2 separate regions of the Anas platyrhynchos genome follow, and region 2 is linked to region 1. Evidence: chromatin contacts called from public Hi-C data. All regions are on one chromosome and are shown on one strand. The core of a region is the stretch at or near the end of the contact, and the rest is flanking DNA. Distances in the headings are between cores, read along the strand shown.

Region 1 (3,500 bases), core at 522-3,021:
CTGACCCCATGAGTATATTCAAGCATGCACTTATAAAGTATGCAATGTTCTCTTAATAATTTAGGTTAAGAAATTTACAGGCTGCCATTCACTAAGGACTGAGTTTAACCAGTGATGTTTGATTTATGTGCTCTTTTGGATTCAAGTGTCATAAGAATGGAATGTGTCCAATGACCCCCACAGACTTCCCTGTGCCTATTATCAGCGTCACAGCTTGTGGTCCCCAGGCACCAGGAGTTTGTCCTCATGACACCTCTGTCAAATAGGGAGGCTTTGTGTTCTCTGGGGAAATGGAGGTACACAGTGGTAAGACAGTTCCTCAAGGTCACAGGGGGAAGTCTGTCATAGGTGAGGGTAAAACTCTGACTTCATCATGGCCAAGATTTCAGTTGGACTTCCCCAAGGCCCGTACAGGACTCCGTGAAGTGTTGGACTGCAGAGCTGTCATCAGAGCAGCCATGTTCAAGTTGTAAGGTCAGGATTTTTAGTTGGTTGAATCAAAAGTACTGAAAAAACCAATGTCCTTCTTGCCTTTATACCCCTTCAGCTGTGTCTGTTCCATTTTAGAAAGAGGCTCTGGTAGTCCTTGGCATCAAAGGTTGCATGGGATACCTTGGGTGTAGACACTCCACTGCCTTTACAGGCCATCAAATCCTGGAACTGACCTTTTCGTCCTCACTGCTCTGGATTGGGTTAGCATTATTAGGTTAGCATTTGTTTCCGTTATTTCAAAATTGCATAAAGACTATCTTTTCTTGAATCCTTGCAGTCTTTTCTGTGACACTGGGGGGATCTACAGTATATTGCGGAGGGCACATCTCCCCTTGGAGTTAAATTACACACAGAAACTGAACTCCTGGCCCTGCCGCAATGAGGGGAAGACTTGGCAGCCAAGCAGGGATTTCACCCAGACACCAGCCCTTTCTTCTGAGCGCTCTGCTCTGCAGGATGTACTCTTTCCATTAGCGTCTCACTCCAGGACTCCGCAAGGACACTGTGAGAAAACCACTTTTGTCTCTTATATCAGATTTAGGGGCTGCAGTGCTCAAGCCATGAAAGCTCCACAGAGGCTGGGCAGTCAAATCCACGGAAATCAAATGAGAATTTGAGTAAAGCCCCTGGTTAATAAGTCATTCCCAAGTCCAATAAACATAACTGGAAATAAATTGCATCCATACATTTCACAGTTTGATTTACATTAAAATGAAAACACGGGAAAGACCTGCCATTGACAAGTTCAAACAATGCAAAATTCTGCACAGTTTATGTTTATTCAACCGTAATTTATAGCTTCAATATTCCATCGAGATACAAATAAATCAATAGTAGTACACTACTTGTGATTTATCTAGGAGCTCTTTAAAAAAACAGATGATTGTTTTTCTATGCTGGTAGTGCGGGTCTATCATAAAAATTGTGCTCTGTAAGGCCCAAGCAGAATGCCTTCTGACAAATGGCCTCTTTTCACAGTTCAGACAGTTTTGCTTCTGTTCAAACCTCAATCTAGCCAAGTTTTTGTATCTGAAGTGAAACTGTCACTCAGCTCTAGATTTAATCTCTGGATGTATTTTTGACAAACAAGGTTCAATTCTTGAACCTTTTAATACCAGCATCGTGCCAAGGAAATCAGTGTGGGAGCAGTGGAGGAGCATGTTCACGCACCACCTGACTGCTGACAGGAGCAGTGGTTCAGGGGTAGTAGCACTGTTATTCAATAAATATTACTGGACGCAGAAGAGAAAGGAATTCTCCTGCTGTCCCTATGGCTTCTATGGTTCTTGGCAGCATTTCTGAGGTGAGTGAGTCATTAGCAGCTGCTCGGGAGAGGAGGGAAGGCAGAGCAGCAGAGTGCCATGGCTCCTAGCTGGGTTCCTCCACTCTTCCAGGGGTTCAGGGCTTTTTTCCCCAAGAATCTGAGGTTAGAGAAGAAAACTCAGAGCTTCACATGATGTGCTGGCTTTGGGCTTGGATTAGGTGAGAAGGCTCATTTGCTATTTGCCAAAATGGGGATTATTAGAGTCATAAAAAAAAATAGGTTGGAAGGGACCTCTGGAGATCATTTAGTCCAACCTTTGAAGCAGAGATAGCTTTTAAAAGTCAGATTGGGGTGCTCAGGGCCCAGACCAGGTGAGTCCTGAAGATCTCCAGGGATGGATACTCCAGTGCCAATCTGGGGTCCCTTACAGAGCTTTTCCCATGTGTTGTTCTTAAAACAGGGACAGGAGAGATGGATTTACATATCTAACCCCAAGCAGGAAAGTAACTGCAGAGGCAAAGAAAGGCTGAAAGCAGTTTGTCCACCCTAATAGGGCAGAATCTGACCTTCTAGGAGGGGGATTCCCTCTCCTGCCACTCCACTTGGGGTAGGTACTGTCCTATTTTGGGGAGGAGGCAAGAATTCACTGGACAGTCACTTCAGATCCACTGTGAGTAGCAATAGCCAGCTTTCTCAGCACTGGACAGATTGGAGCCTGGAATTCCCTTAGGCCAGTGTTCCAGCAGAAGAGATCACCAGAATCAAGATACTGGCCCTGATGTTCCTTCTGGGTTTCCCATACCCCTGGCTCTCAGCACCTCAGAGCACCTTGGCAGCAGGTCCCATTTGCCAGGGTACCAAGGATGCTGAGAACGTAGCACAACACTCATCATTATGCATCAAAACACTGCTTGTTTTTTTTAGCTGGGATAGGACACTTCAAAACCCACTGCACATCTTCTGTTCCCTTAGGGCTCCACCACTGTCAGCCTCTGTGTGGTTTTCAAATGCAGAGTGGTGTTTTCCAGGGCAGTCCTTGGGGTCTGCCCTCGGTGCTCCTCTGCTTGCTGTGCAGCCTCCCCCATCACCTCTCCCTCCCCAGGGGCCTGCCAGCATAGGAAATGGGCAGGATTTCCTGCTGCCTTCCAACCCATTTAGATCTTTAAGGGCGTGAAGAAGCCCATTTCTTCTATGTGCTTGTCTCAGTGCCAGTCAAAGCCCTGGGGACAGGGCTGGCCCCGGCATTCACACCTCTGCATCGGGTCTGCACACCATGTGGCTGGTGGCTGGCCGGGACACGGGTGCTGCAGGCGTGGGATCTGGGCTCGGGAAGCCTGCCTGGGGCTGCTGGATGAAGGGGCTGTGGGGCTGCGGGATGGCCAGGTGGGCCTAGAGCAGCTGTTTGAACTGAAAGCTTAGAAGGGAGGCTTTTTGGTTTACAAGAGCTTGGGTATAGGGAAAATGAAACAGAAATGAAGTCTAAGCCCAGGTCTGGTGTTCCTGTACAGGACACAACTCCTTACCCTGTGCAGGTGGGAGCAGGATGCGGTCTGTGTTGAGCTTTGCTTTGCAGGAGAGCACTTGCATAAAAAAGAGTGAGCCCCTCTCCTGGATACATGACTTATCCCCAGTCAAGGCACTCCTCTGTGTTCAGATGCTCACAGACAATTTGTTTGCTGCCTTTCCCCACTCCTTATGGTTGAATGCCCCTGCAAGGGTCATCAACAGTGTTGGCACCTGAATC
Region 2 (3,500 bases), core at 484-2,983, 170 kb after region 1:
TGAGGCTACTCTCTTGTATGGTCTGTTAATTGTACTGTTACATGAAAACACCAGCTTGGCTTTCATGAAACTGATTGTGCATAAAGCTTTTGGGAACTTTATCTGTCTAGCACATTCGCTTGAAATGGGTGACAGAAGAGCTAGACGCTATTCAGACACCTCACTGTCACTCCTGCAGCCACACATCCTTAGACAAAAAGAAAAAGAAAGCAACTTTTTTGGCTCTTGACTAGCAGGACTTATGTTTTTAATAGTTTGACTGTTTTCTGACCCAGAGCTGAGTTTTGCTGGCTCTGAACACCCACCCCTGCTGACAAATTCTCTCTAACCCGATGTGCTCACTGAAATCTGCCCTGCAGGGTGGACGCTTATCAAGGCTGGCTGGTCAGAGCGAGGGAAGCTCTGACCAGGAAAGCAGGCTGGGCACGAGAAGACAAACCATTTGAAATGATGCAAGCATCGTTTTACTCCTGTTCATCCAAGACTACATTTGGTGGTATCAGGAGAGGACTGACAACTTTTTAAGTCCAGAACAGCTCCAGTTCCCTGGGGGATAAGATGGGGATAGGCAAAACCAGCTTTACCAGGACAGCCGAGAACTTGGAGCTCACCTGCCCTCCAGGACAAGACAGCCCTGCATCTGGATCAGGGTTGAGAGCACTACTTGATGTGCAAAGAAACAGGCAAAAAGCTGTTAGCACCACAAGCCTGTGGTGTCAGTCCCCTTACACCAGTTTTTCTCCGACAGCTCTAAGCCGTTCCTCGCCCGAGCAGCCGGGCCCCCCACGCTCGCCCTGCCATGAAGACACCGCAGCGGAGCGCCCCGGCCACACGGCCTGCCCCCGCCTTCGGCACCGAGCTATTGGGATCATCGGGAGCAATTATCTCGCTCCGGCTAAACAAAGGGGCACTGGGAGGGGACCCTTCCCCGCCCCGGGGGGGGGAGAACACCCAAGTTTCGGTCCCCGAAACGGGCCAACGCGACGGGACCGGCGGCTGCTGGGGACGCTCGGTGCCGAAGAGGGGACAAATGTGGCACACCTGTACCAAGGGAGGACCGGGGTTTCCGAGGCCGAGAGACCCTCGGAGGCTGCGGGCAGGGGTCCCGCGGCTCAGAAGCCCCCGCCCGGTCCGGGGACCCTGCGGGGACAGGCGGCCGCGGTGGCAGTGCCCTGTGGCGCTCGTCGGTGTGCTGCCCGTATAGTCCCGGTGCAGTCCGGGGTCCCCTTTTTGCTCCTCATTCTCAGAGCCCCCCAAAACCTCCCCGCGGGGCTGCGGGAGCGAGCAGGGGATGCCCTCCGAGCGCCCGCTGCTGCTCAGCCCTGCCCCGATCGAGGGAACGGGGACAGACGAGGCACGGGACCGGCCGCCTGGTTCTCATTTCTTGCAACTTTTTTATTTTTTTCTCTCTCTTTAGTGGAAATCAAGGCGCACATTTTGCAGCCCAAACGCCTCCCTGCGGAGCGAGCGCTGTCGGAGGCTCTCAGCTCCAGCACCCCCCGCATCCCCTCGCCCTCCTGCTCTGCCGGGGGCTTTCCGGCGGGCAGGGGGGTCCCGGCGGCATCCCACTTACCCTCCGAGAGGGAGACGAGGGCCAGGGCGAAGGCGAGCAGGGCGAGGGCGCGGAGCTCCATGCTGGGCGCTATGCTGCTCGTCCCGGCGGCGGCCGCGCTCTGAGCGAGTCCCCTCCTCCCCTGCCTCTATAGAGGGGCCGGGGGAGGGGAGCAGGGGGAGTAGCCAGCCTATGATTTATTGCCCGTGGCATGTTATTACATCCTTCCTCTGTTAAAAAATGCTTGGAAAGGGACCAAAAAAAGAGCGAGGGCTTTCTCGCTCCGCCAGCACCGCGGTCTCCCCCCTCCCCGGGAAGCAAAGAGCCTTCCCCGCTCCCCCCCACCCCATCCTGGCCGACGGGGCTGGGATCTCAAGCACTGCAGCCAGCCCGGGCCGGGGCAGAAAGCTACTGCTCCAAAACCCCAGCCTCGGCCGGCTCCGGGCGTCCCGACCCGGCAGGTCCCGGCCCCGAGCCGCCAGGCTCCCCCCGGGGACGCATCCTGCCACGGCTCGGCCTCCGCACCCGGAGGAGAAAAATCCCCCTTCGCTCCCGTGGGCGAGAATCTAGGCTTACACCGGCGCCCCGGACATCACATCCAGCGCCTCATATGAAGTATCCTCGAAGAAGTTTTTCTCGGGGATTTTTTCTTTTTTTTTTTTCTTTTTTTTTTTCTTTTTTTTTTCCTTTTTTTTTTTTTTTGGGGGGGGGGGGTCAAAGAGAAGGAAGCTTTCAGTTTTGCTTCTGCATGCTTAGTTCTAAATACCACCTTTTCACCGTATTAGCCGGTCCCAGTTCTCCATCTGCTGCCCCATTTCGCCCCCTTTGTGTTGCAGATGCTGCTGGGCTCCCTGGCACCTCGGCTGAAAACCCCCAGAGCATCGAGAGCCCCGAGGTCCCAAGGGTGCGCTTCCCTTGAGCTATCGCAGCATTGTCAAGTGTAATTGACCTAAGCATGTCCTCGCTGCCTGCAGTCCGAGACCATGGGGCCCTGTTTGTTGGCATTCAATACTTCAAATAAACATCGAGGCTTTAGTTGAGCTGGGACCCCTCAGCTGCATTTAAAACAGGCGCCCTCAGAAAGGTTGGGATGGGGAGGGGACCACCGGGTAAAGCTAATCCTGGCCTGGAGGTGTTCAAAGGACAGGTCCACGAAGGCACCAAAGCCAGCAGCACAGTCAGATTTTACCCCGGGTAAAGCTCTCTCTGCCACAGCACAGCAGGCTGGAGGCATTGGCCCGAGGGAAATGCCTGCACTGACACCGGGCTGGTTTCCTCCACCGGGACACAAGCTGAAAGGCACTTCTCACACCCAGCTCCCCTAAACCTAGCTATTTGTATTTCCTTGGCTCTGTTTGCCAAGGAGCCCTGAATTTGCTCAGGCTGATCCTTGCTCTCCCCCTCTCCCTAGGCGAAATAGCACAGTAGCATAGGAACCCGAAGCACTGAAGGGGCCAATAATCGCCACTGGTGCTCGCTGCGGGTGCTCTGACAGTTGTGACATTCTGCAGGGATGGGAGAAGTGCAGGCTTAATCCCAGCGCAAACACTGCTAGGAGCACTGCTGTCCCGCCAGCGCTCCGCCTGGCACACGGGGACGTCCACCATGCCATAAACGAGTGTCTGCTGCAGCTGCTACCGGCACGGCGAAAACACACAGCCCCAGGATCTCATCGAAGGGGCTGGATGGACACAGAGTGAGCTCAGAGTTACATCTGAGTAGTGGTCTCCCTCCCCCCTGCTCCCCCAAACACGCACATGTGCTGCAGCCGAAGCGGAAAACTGCTGGGACCCTCGGAGGTGCCTGGTGCCCTTCAGAGCCGACTGCAAGAGCTGCAGCACACAGATACAGGGGTCCCCTACACCTCCACCCACGGTTAGCTTCAAACAGCTCCCCCAGACGGGCTGCAGGGGCAAGCTGGGGGAGCTGACCCGCACCCAGCGCTGCC

Evidence for each region. A called contact is a pair of places that touch in the nucleus more often than the background predicts.
Region 2: a contact with region 1 is called in a Hi-C map of F1 follicle, with 2.6 times the contacts expected there. The contact joins the promoter of CXCL12 here to the enhancer-like site in region 1. A contact is called at or near these places in 3 of 8 Hi-C or Micro-C datasets (F1 follicle, skeletal muscle and subcutaneous adipose tissue).

What each region holds. Positions count from the first base shown.
Region 1 is chr6:22,878,555-22,882,054 of IASCAAS_PekinDuck_T2T, forward strand. All of the region lies in intron 1 of LOC140002734 (a long non-coding RNA gene), which reads left to right. Among named protein-coding and RNA genes, the nearest start is that of ERCC6, 95 kb to the left of the region's middle. Within about 2 kb of position 1,772, at least 2 of the 8 cell types and tissues checked have an H3K27ac peak or open chromatin away from gene starts, as enhancers often do.
Region 2 is chr6:23,048,046-23,051,545 of IASCAAS_PekinDuck_T2T, forward strand. It overlaps CXCL12 (C-X-C motif chemokine ligand 12), which reads right to left and starts at 1,734. Exons shown (of 5, transcript XM_027459880.2): 1 at 1,574-1,734. The coding sequence starts at 1,634.